2 separate regions of the Zea mays genome follow, and region 1 is linked to region 2. Evidence: chromatin contacts called from public Hi-C data. All regions are on one chromosome and are shown on one strand. Each heading gives the region's core, a stretch centred on a gene start, on an enhancer-like site or on the middle of the called end of the contact. The rest is flanking DNA. Distances are from core to core; before and after follow the strand shown.

The links. A called contact is a pair of places that touch in the nucleus more often than the background predicts.
Region 1: a contact with region 2 is called in a Hi-C map of ear, with 4 times the contacts expected there. The contact joins the promoter of LOC100276002 here to the promoter of LOC103639530 in region 2. A contact is called at or near these places in 5 of 25 Hi-C or Micro-C datasets (ear, endosperm, leaf and 1 more).

Annotation. Positions count from the first base shown.
Region 1 is chr9:157,559,631-157,565,263 of Zm-B73-REFERENCE-NAM-5.0, forward strand. It overlaps LOC100276002, which reads right to left and starts at 3,452. Exons shown (of 1, transcript NM_001329204.1): 1 at 2,911-3,452. The coding sequence starts at 3,329. The coding sequence ends at 3,075. It overlaps LOC103639534 (nuclear pore complex protein NUP96), which reads right to left. Exons shown (of 6, transcript XM_008662276.3): 4 at 5,411-5,556; 5 at 5,216-5,313; 6 at 4,553-4,964. The coding sequence ends at 4,778.
Region 2 is chr9:157,398,546-157,404,315 of Zm-B73-REFERENCE-NAM-5.0, forward strand. It overlaps LOC103639530 (exostosin family protein), which reads right to left and starts at 2,317. Exons shown (of 14, transcript XM_008662270.3): 1 at 1,442-2,317; 2 at 1,267-1,360; 3 at 300-486; 4 at 1-183. The coding sequence starts at 1,759. It overlaps LOC100278398, which reads right to left. Exons shown (of 7, transcript NM_001374043.1): 6 at 5,558-5,741; 7 at 4,042-4,449. The coding sequence ends at 4,288.

The DNA.
Region 1 (5,633 bases), core at 2,202-4,701, 160 kb after region 2:
ATAGAATCACATGAGGACTTGAAAGCTATGACACGAAAGGGCCTGCACCAAGACGTGAGGGATGGAGGACAACATTATCTAGATCCTGCTAACTATACTATCAGCATGAAAGAACATATTGCATAATGAGCATGTACAGGTGCACTCATTGAGCTAGCCTTCTCAAGAGAGGCTATCCTAGCATTCTTCTCTAATAGCTCAGTCTACAAACAAGGACAAGACTAACACGCGCACGACAAGATAAATCTATATTGTAACTCATTACTCATGGCACTCATCTAGCAGGGTGGCATACTTGGTCTGCAATATGCTAATCTTTGGCATGTGAAGAGCACACTCATCACATTTAGCCTCGTTAGGCACCACCACATAATATCTAGCAAACTCAAGCTCCTTAAGCACATCATCGTACTTGCATTTGCACTCTTTCCTCTCATGCGTTGCAAGCCTAAGTAACTTGTCCTAACTAACTAAAGCATCCATCAACTTGTCTGCCTCAATAGCGATATCATCAATGAAAAGTGATACCTAAGAGGTGGAGTCATCATTGATGTCCTTATCATCGATGTCCATCGTGTCGTCACCAAGTGTTGATGTTGTAGATGCATCTTGCTGGATGACTTCATGGTTGATCCACTTGGTGCTCTCGAGGTTCTAGACTTGGTTCACCATCGTGTTGAGCCAATTGTACATAGCTTGTGGATCATCTTCTTTGTTGAGGGTGAGCCGTCCGAGAACTACCTCTATCATCTCCCTTTTGGTGATCTTGTTGACACGGTCACCTTCATGTGCCGTCTTGAGGATATCCCTAACTTAATTGGTGCTTTTCAACCCTTGTACTTTGTTGTACTCTTCTCGACTCAAGGAGGCAAGGAGTATTGTGGTTGCTTGTGAGTTGAAGTGTTGGATTTGAGCTGTCTCGTCCGAATCATAATCCTCATCTTTCACCTATGGTGCCTGCGCTCCAAATTTAACAATGCCCCAAATACTTTCGTGGAGTGAGGTTAGGTGATTCCTTATTTTATCACTCCACATAGAATAATCTTCACCATCGAATTGAGGTGGTTCCCTAATGGAACTGAAAGCAATTGAGTATGTTTTGGAATGTGAGGATAACGAAATAGAATTTAGTTACTCTTTTTACGCTCTTGGCGCCTGGAGGAGGTCGATTCACCGTCTGATGTTGAAGGCAAAGAATCAGTCTCATAAATTACCACCTTATCCATCTTCTTTTTCTTCTTGACATCCTTGTTCTTGTGTGATTAGGTGTAGCTGTTGGATTCTTCCTTCCGCTCCTTATGCTTGTGCTTGTCCCCGGATAACTTGATCCCTCTTGATGGCACCTTGTCTTCGGGCTTGGATCCCGAAGGCTCGGGCTTTCCTTTTGATGGCACCTTCTCGTTCTTAGTGTGTCCACCCGATATCACCCGGGGTTAATGTTAGAACGGGTATAGAATAAATCGGAGTGTGGAAGAGGAGTTCTTCTTGCTTAGAGTTGTTCAATCAATTGTGGATTACTTTGGGAGTTAACTCGAATGGATCCCAAGCAAAAGAACTAGAGAGAGAGGAGAGGAAGAACCAAATCACAAAGGTTGTGATCAACGCAGAGACACGAGCGATTTGTTTCTTGAGGTTCAACTTCGAAGAGTTTACATCCCATTGAGGAGTCCATAAAGGACGAGTCTCTTTCAACCCTTTCCTCTCTCACACGGTCACGAAGAACGGATGAGTTTTCTTCACTATCTTAGGGACACCAAGTCCCGCAAGAACCTCCACACAAAGAACAAAGTCTCTTGCCTCGCTTTACAATCAAAGAGAATGGAGAAGGGAGTGAGAATGAAAACTCGAATCAAGATCACAAGAACTCACAACTCTCAAATGTGCAAACAACTAAGTCTCTCAAACTCAAATCGATCTAATGCGGCGCGGGAATAGCTTTGGAAGCTTGGAGATTTGCACTTAATGTGTAGTAGGTTGGAGCGAATCTTGTGTTATCAATGTGTTGGTTGGGGGTATTCACCAAAAGAGCCGTTGGAGAAAAGTTGAATTTTCTGCTCTATCGGATGGTGCATCGGACCCCCTACCCTTGTCAGTCTGCGCCCGCAGGTTACTGTTGAAGGTTGTCAGCCGACCATTGGCTTCTGTCACACTGTCCGGTGCGCGACCGGTGCGCTAGCCTGAAACTGTTGAATTATGTGCTCCCTGCATACAAGGTCCGGATAGCCGTCGAACCGGTATGGTGCGCCAGCTAGTTTTAGGCTAAGTCTGAGTCTTCTGCTTGGACGGTTCAGTGCACTATTGGACCGGTCCGATGCCCTAGCCAGTAGACCAGTTTCCCTCTTTTTGTCCAAATTTTCTTCAATTCCTTTTGACTGATCTTAAGGGGTGCTCCTATGACTTGGACAAACTTATCTAGTGAAAATCCAACTAGTCTAAGTCATAAATCTTGAACTTTTTGTTTTCTCCAACTTAGAATTTTGTTTCTGCTTAAACTAGCTCCAAAAGAGTGTTTCGTTGTCTTAGGTGTATCAAACAGGTTACTGGGGTGTTTACAATTTATCTAAGGGAGCTAGGAAAAGTTCCTCTATTCCAAGTTATATCCCTTTTTGGTTGGTTATAAAATGTTTCTGACTTAGAATCTATTTTGAAACTTATGCATCATCAAAGGCTAGGCAAATTAGTTAGCCCACGGTCTAATGACAGCGCGAAGGTGGGTGGGCCTGTGGGCTGCCGGCCTGCTCGGAAACGGAAACTGGAGCCACGGCCGGACCATCAGACAGCGTGAATAGCCTGCTGGTTCCTATAAAAACAATTCAGCTGGTACTGGAGACTGGAGGCTGGAGCAGTCGAACACCCAAAAAAAATTAGGAAACCAGTCGAGCAGACATATGCATATCCATGAATGGAGTCTGGAGCAAATATGAATAGTATTTTGTTCCGGATTAGAGCGCAGGCGCAACCGCGCAACGACGAACGAAATGTACAGGTCGCACAAGCATAGTACGGGGTGCAGGAGCAGGACTCGCTCGATCACTGGCACTGCTCAGGAGAAAGACATGGAAGCAGGCAGGAAGCTAGGCGGAGAAGAGGCCGTCGGCAGCGGCCAGCGCGAGCCCGGTCTTGGGCTCCAGCTGCACCGCGACGGTGAATCTGACCCCGGACGCGGCGGCGGAGGCGGACTCCACCCACGAGCTCCACACCTTGGCCACGGCCCCGAAGTTCCTTGTCTCGCCGCCGCTCCCGCTGCTGCTGCCGCTGTCCCCGCCGGGGGCGCCTCGCCTTGCCGTCTTCTCGAACTGCTCCGCCACCAGCAACGCGATGTCCGCCATCCTCTCTCTCGTATCTGCTGGGCTCGCTGACGACGATCTCACTCTGCTCTTGTCGGTTGTTGCTCTGCTCTAGTGCTCTGGTGACTGTGGAATGGATGCTGTCTGTGAAACTGCGATGGCCGATGATCGGGGTCGGATGGGCTTGTGTGGCATATATATAGCCCCGCGCCGCGCCTGGGTCGGTTCGGTGGTGATTGGTGAACAGTACGTCAGGCGCTTGGGTCTGCTCGAGCTCCGGATAAGCATCGCGCGTTGCCTTTTTCAATTCTGCTGCCGCGTCGACGGTTTGGTCCGTCGCTGGTTTCGTTTCTTCGCTTGATGGCGAACCCTGTCTCTTTCTGTGGTCTTAATCCCCGTGGGCCGGCGTGTTGCACGTTCTCTAGCAGTACCAGCACGTCCTGTCTCGATGATTTTTTATTACAATATATTAATTATTGTTACATACATTCAAACAAGTCTGGCTGTCTATAGATTGCCGATGGTTTTGTGGATGTTCTGCTAATCTACTGTGATGCAAGCAAACACGCTGATGACATCACTATTTGTTTAGCGTTTTAATAATCTTAAATATACAAAAAAAAACTGAAACAAAAAGTTGTAGATGTTACTGAACATATAGAAAAATATCCTTATCTGACACCATAAAAACACTTGATTTTATAAGTCAAGAAGCCCTTAGGTGCGCTAGTGTAGCAGTTGCACCGACCAGAGCCACGCCACCCCACGCCGTACCTTGTGCTTCAATCAATCACAAACAAGGTACTACGCGCTGGTATCCTAGAGGGTCGGGGTTGTTTGTTTCGAATTAAAGTTGGTTCTTTAAAGCTGATACAGATTAAAGCTAAACGAATATACTTTATTATTTTTTTTAAACACCGGTCCATCGCGGATGATATATATCCCTATCTTAGCTGACTCATGGTTGTCCCATATCTTAGCTGACTCATGGTTGTCCTTGCCTCCTTCAACAGGCGTGACCTGAACCTCATACGTGCACGCCAGAGCAAGATCAACACTCTCTCTACTCTGGTCTGGGGGTCGGAATTAAGATCATAATGAGTGGGATTGAGGGAGACTAAATCATTTCCAAGTTAAAGTACTCTTCGATCCATGTGATTTACGGCTGAAACGAAGGCCTCAGTAATCTCCAATGTACACCGAAGCACGGGTCGCCGTGACGCTGCCCTTCCCTGTAATAAACACACACACACACACAGAGAAAATGAAGCCCAGGAAATCACTCCCCATTGGTACAGCTCGCAAGTCAACGTTTCATAAGACCTGGTACTCACATACAACGAAGATCCCGACACATGTCTTCAGATGGCGTTACAAATTCACCGGAGCAACATCAGGTCATAGTTATACATTCCTAATTTTCTACAAGTATCAAACATGAGACGTACAAACTCTTCGGCGTGTTGCCTGTAGGCTTCACTCCCCTTCACCTACGGATCGCTGCAAAGGATTTCGGTGAAGACGGAGAGTGCATCCTGCAGGTACGACGACCTGCTCTCGTCTGGAACTGGAGCGTTGAGCATCGTCAGAAGACACCCCATGGGTAGGTTCAGCGTCTCGCTTGGGGTGTCCACCAGAAGCGCGCATAGCTCCTCTGCCATCTTCGAGTAGCATGCCCTGTCAGCAAGCCCAGTGAGAGAATACTCCGAATATAAACCTAAACAAGAATGCTTCAGAATTCCAAATGGTGCTAATCAGCTGGGATTTGAACAATTTAACATAACAGCGAAGTTCCTCATGTAGTTCAGGTTTGCTATTTGCACCAGCTCATTATAATCCAGTGGGCCAACTCCATCAAAACATGGTACAGAAGGACATGGTTTCAGATAGTGGATGTGGATCAGTCACATACTGTAGAAGAGTGTTACCTTGACTCAACAGGTAATTTGCTTCCCCAGACTAACAACGATTCGTTTAATCGACCAAAGAAACTTCTGCATGATTCACTCATCTCCTCGAGTGAATCCTGAAACCAAAAAAAAAAGTAATGCTGATCTCAGTCACAGATCTACAAGGAAATGCTTGTGAGTTTGTCTCTGAAGTAAGGGCTTGTACGGTTGTACCGAATCATCCATGGCATTTCTTTCTTGCATTGAGTTCTTCAGAACGTAGAAGTCTATGTATATTCCGGCACCAAGGTCCCAGTCAGCAATTTCATACTTGTGGTTCTCCAAGGCACTTGTGATCCTCCAGACCTCCTGATGGTTAGCTGAGCCAAAATAACAACGAATGAAGTGACTGCGTATTCATACCAAGAATGCCATGTTTATTAAAAAAAGATAAATG
Region 2 (5,770 bases), core at 1,067-3,566:
AACTGCCCCCAGAGACCATCATATTTGCAATCACATTCTTCTTTAAACTTCACTTTGGATGAATATGCGTCCTCAGGGACCACATTACACCATCCTAACTTACTGCTGTTTGTTGTAAGTATGTTTTCCAGGTCAGGTGTTTTCCAATCAGTAAGCTTTGGACCATCAGGTTTTGCAGGTAAACTAGAAAGATGGATAAGAGAAGATTAGTAGTACTTTCAAAAAAGAAAGAAGTTTAGTAGTAATATTAAAGTAGCTCAAAAACAAATAATCAGATTGAGTATCAGTGATAGTCTTACATTGTTTTAAAACCACAAGCTTCTGCCACAGGACGATCTGGGTATTTTGTCCCAGGCCCACAAAAGCACATTGCCCTTGTTTTATCACAGTGAGCTGCACAGATGGAAACTATCCATTGACCTACAGGCCATTCTGGGGAGCTTGGAAGGTTGCATTCCAAGTTCAGAACCTCCTCACATCCTTTCCCTGTATCAATGAAGCCATATTGTGAGGAGTCTTGATTAGGAATACATCACTACAAATTTAAATGTTATTGAAATCTAACATTAGCAAGGAAACAATATATATGCCACCTTTCTACAGTTCGCACTCTCATGTTCTTCCATTTTTTAAATGAAATAGTTGTTTTTTAGTAAACCCAAAAGGCCAAAACCATAGAAAGTTCAAAGAACAATCCATTCACCTGCAGAAATATATGTCCACACTCCACAGACAAGGTTATGATCACATAAGTTTAACACAGTAGTTCAGTTCCCATTTCACCTAGGTCACTCACAGAGCTCAAATCCAACAACAGGTATTTGTAGTAAAAAAACAATATATGAGGCTTCAATGCTGCAATTCTTAATCCATAAATTCATATACAATAAACTGAAAGGTATATATTCTTTCAGACATACAAAATACATGTTCTGTGTTCTTTCAAGTGATCTAAACAGAGTATGCCACAGATGAAAGGAGATATACTGAGCGTACTCAGAGATGAAATTTTATAAGATCTGTGAAAAAATGATGTACACATGGTTAGGAAGACATTTGTAGGTTGCATTGCTGTATCCAATATAAGAATGCATGATTAATATTTTGTGCTACCTAACTCTATCAAATGATATTGTTACCTTTTTTATTTGGCTCTAGCCTCTAGTATTAAGTTCTTAAAAGCCAGCCCTTCAAGATCCCAAGTATTGAATTATTAGTGCATGGACTCTTATTAATAGAAAGTGAATACTGAGAAGTAAGATCAACCAGAATATCCATGAAAGCATCTGCACTCTCCCAGATTATAGTTGCAAACACCACGAGCACTGCAGTCTTTCACGCAGCGTTTTGCACCCATGGCCTGTCGCAGAAGAGAAACCTAAATTAACCCAATAAAAAGCTAAGTCAAAGCGCACAAGCAGTAACAAGGGTGGGTACAAACCTCAGTAACATCAACAGACGAAGAGTTAGCATGACACCCAGCAAGCCATCGACCAATCTCAGCCTTCCATGGCGCGCCTCGGAATGCCACAGCACCATATGAATCAGAAGGGAAACACCCCTTGAGGCGCGAGTCAACCACCTCGACGGCTGGGAGGACATTCTTTGGGTGGCTTATACTGCTGCGAGAACCGAAGTAATAGAAGGAGGCAGGAAGTATTGGCACCATGAACACATGGACAGCGGTGATAAGCACCACCAAGGTGCCAGCTACGCCCACAAATGCCACAGGGCATTTCGTCGAACGGATTGCGAACATGGTCAAACTATCATCCGGGCATCAGGCGGAGACGCGCTTCCCCTGCTGTCGGCGTCGATGATGACGCCGTAGTTCAAGGGAGCCAAGTGAGGGTGGGGTCAGGGTAAGCACGGACGCGGTGAGGAGCGTGAGGCCTCCGGCGGAGCGGCGGCTGGCGAGAGCTGAGCAGGATCAGACAGAGGCGGCTGCGGATCACAAGCCTGACAAGGATCAACTCTTCGATGAAAGCGCGAGCCGTCAGAATCGTTGGAATTGGTGTTCCTACAAGGTCAGAGTGGATCTTGGAGACATGGTACTGGGGTCCAGCGGAGCGCGGTGCGACCGGGGCCGGGCGCGGCCACGGGGTCGTGGAGGGCTCGGTGGCAGGACCGGCGCACGGGGGTGCTCGGTGAGGTGGCTGCGGCGATGGTCGCGTGGCGGCAGCAGGGAGCGGGGCCGTGCGGACGGAGGACGGAGCAGCCGAGCGATCCTGCCTCCTGCGACCGGAGCAGACGCGAGGACAAAGACGGAATGAAACGAAACGCCGAAACGGTAACAAGACTGTCGAATGAGTTAGGAGTTAGCGCATCCTCTATTCATTCTTATTTATTTTTTATTTCTTCCTTTTGGTTTGTGTATATTGTTATCTTATTTTTTTACAACTCAATAATTAGTATAAAAATAAAATTATTTTATTAAATTTTAGTAATCAACTTGCGATGTATATTACTTATGGGTGACAATATTCTCTAAATTTTACACTATAATAGTACTAAAGTACGCCCTTTAGTATGAAGTGGTTACTCACAAAAAACCTATAATGATACATCCAGTGGATAGTTTCGCTTTCGAGAGAGGTAATTAAGGGGTGTTTGTTTTATAAGTACTAACATTTTATTTCATTTTAGTCTATAAATTATCAAATATAGAAATTAAAACTATATTTTAATTTTCATATTTAAGGAGACTAAAATAGAATAAAATGAAGGGACTAAAAATTAATCCATATAAATCAATCACTCAATATCGAGAGTGCCGGTGGATAGTTTCGGTTTTTGAGAGAAAGAGGGTAATTAACGTCGGTAACAACTGTGTACAAGTTGTCTCTAGGAATTATAAAAACCCAAAATTTAATTTCTACCTTCGTATTAAATCCTAAAATTCAAAATACATTTAATAAAAATAATAAAAATAAGACAAACAAATTTAACTAAAAGAAAACTTAATGTATCTATTAAGTTATTAGAGTTGCACAATAACTTATTCATAAAAAAACTTTTTGTTAGAAGGGGAAAAATACAACTCGCTCTAGATAAAGTCCATAAAATTAGCTTATTGTCTAATGTTCATAGTAAAGTTAAAATTATATCGCATCTTCCAATTCAAAACTGCAAAAAACATATAACTAGTATCAACTCCAGCTTTGAGTATATGAAAGTATGAAATAAATTATAATTTATAACTTTTTCGTGCATCTATATGGATATGCCTTAAATGGGTCGTGTCCGTGGGCCCTAACCTCAACCCCCATTGTATCGAGCAACTATAGTTATGTTCGCCAAGTTAAGAGTTTCAGGAGTTAAATGCACGAGTTGCTGAAATTGTCAAGGAATGAGACTCAGTTTTGCTAACTTTGAAAACACATTTCTAAAAGTAATGTGTTGCACATCATTAAACATGTAAAATAGTGCACCACAGGTCTATTTCTGGACCACAACAGTCACTACGGTGCACCACTTAACAAATTTAGAAACCTACGAATATATATTCAAAGGTCGTGGATATAAATAGCATCCCTTAACAAGTGCAGATGTCATTCATGTATTTAACTCTTGTTTCACCATAGTTGATGCAAAATCTAGTTCATGGTCTTGTCAAATAAAAAAGGTCATGGAGGATCAAGGAACAGCTCAATGCAACCCAGATTATGTGCTTTCAATGTGTAGCAACTCCTGCGAGTGATCATATGAGAAGTAACTTGAGACTGTAAAATCTTTAAATGCAAACCAAGTCTATATAAAAAGTTGTGATTCCCGGAAGAGATTTCAGAATTCTTGCACTTCCTTACAGACCAGTGAATCCACATTGTTACAACTTAGGACTACAAAGTATCCTTGTGCCAAAACAATTGAAGAAACAGAAACAACATCCCCAATGTGGCAGGCACAAACCTTCATGAATTAAGAAACAGACCATCGACTTATATCACCCCCAAGGAATGTATATAGATTGCACTTCAAACTGTTTCGAACTGATAAGTAGTAGTTGAATTGTATAACCTCAGTATATCACTTCAAGGGACAAAAAAATGCAGTTTATTTGAACAAACGACAAAGCAGCAGAACCACGTTTTGCTATATCTCGAATTATACATATGGAGAAGACTTTCAACCTGTATGACTATACATGATTCTTTTTGTTTACTTCCCGTATAGAGTACCCATGAAATGAATCAATCAAATAGGAACAGAGAATATTTGGAAATGAATGAAGTAATGGATTCTAACTATATCAAGTGTTGCTCGTTAAAAAATTGTAGTGTTATGACGCTACTCCACAAGGAAAGTGCAGGGCTTCAAGAACCAAAACATGCTGCTGGAGCTCCCTTCTGCATCACACGCTGCTCTTGTATTGTTCATATCCTTAACACCAAAGGGTTGCCTCACAGCATCTTTTTTGCTCTCCAGGTCCTTACTAGGTGTCCCCTTCTCCTAAAGAAAAGGTAGTTACAGTATAGTTAGATATCTGTGTGACCAACTTCAGATAAATAGCTCATTAGTAATGGGTGGGCACAAGAGCCCTAGAACTATAAAATCACTGTGTTTGCTTTTTGTACAGTACAAAAAAGATGAATTCAATTATGAAATGTGCAAGCAGTATGATGTGATCATCCACAGTGAACATAAGATAAAGTGAGAAACCTATTCGAGACTATCCACTATGAGGCTTACAATGAATACTAAGGTAATGAAGAATTTATCAAAACTTAGAAACCATGCCTTGCCATATCATTAGTACATTAGGTAACATCTCCTCATGGCATGTGCTAAATGATGCTAAGTATGAAAGGATGCTCCTACTTAATATAATGAGGCGCGGTCCTCCTGCGTTTTTCGAGAAAAAAAATGAAAGGATGCAACTTCTGTACAAAATCATCTCAGCTGCATAATCAGATTTAACTGAAATTGGTTGAAAAAAAACATAACTTTTATTGAACTCGCAATACCAATTTAGCTCATCGTAGGATTTATTAGATCATCAGGGGAAGAATCAGTCGTAACCAATCATTTATTTGAGCAAAAATCATAGTTAGTCCGAGTCACACGCGAAAGGGCTTCTAGCGTAATGGTTAAGGCTTCCTAGTAGTACCTACAGGTCTCATGTTCGATCCCCCTAAGGGATAAATTTCGAGCTTGGTTAAAAAAATCCTCTCGTTGTGTTGTACCCGCTCTCGAGGATCAATATCCTGCACGCCACCTTCCGGCTAGACCGTTGCAGAGTGGTCAGTTGACTCGACCCATTAGTGATGAGGACCAGGGTTCGAAGGTTTTCTCATCCGAGACCATGTTTCAGTCTCTTTTTAATATAATACCGGGAGGGCGGTCTTTCCCTCTTCGGCCAAGTTTTTAGTCCGTAGTCACGCTAAGGTATTCTTCCATACTAAGATTTACAAAAGAGGACCATGCTTCTTGTGAACATTAGATGCCCTTGAAGAATTTGAAGTGCCAGAAATTAAGAACGAAAATTTCACCAAGTAAACTCCATGATCTAAAGCCATGGACACTGAGTAAGCAAATACTAGAGCCATGCTGGATTCACCTTTGGTGCCTTTTTGAGTGGCGAGCCTGCTGTGGACATCCCTCCAGGTTTAACATTCTTAATGCGGTTTGGCGATGGGGATAGAAACCGCTGTGGAGTCGGCGGCGTTGCCCTCACCTCCTTCAGCACAGAGGGAGACCTTTGCTTCCCTGCTTCCACCTTCAGCCCCACTTTCTTTCCCTTCCTGCAGAAAACAGAATCAGCTCCGTAAGC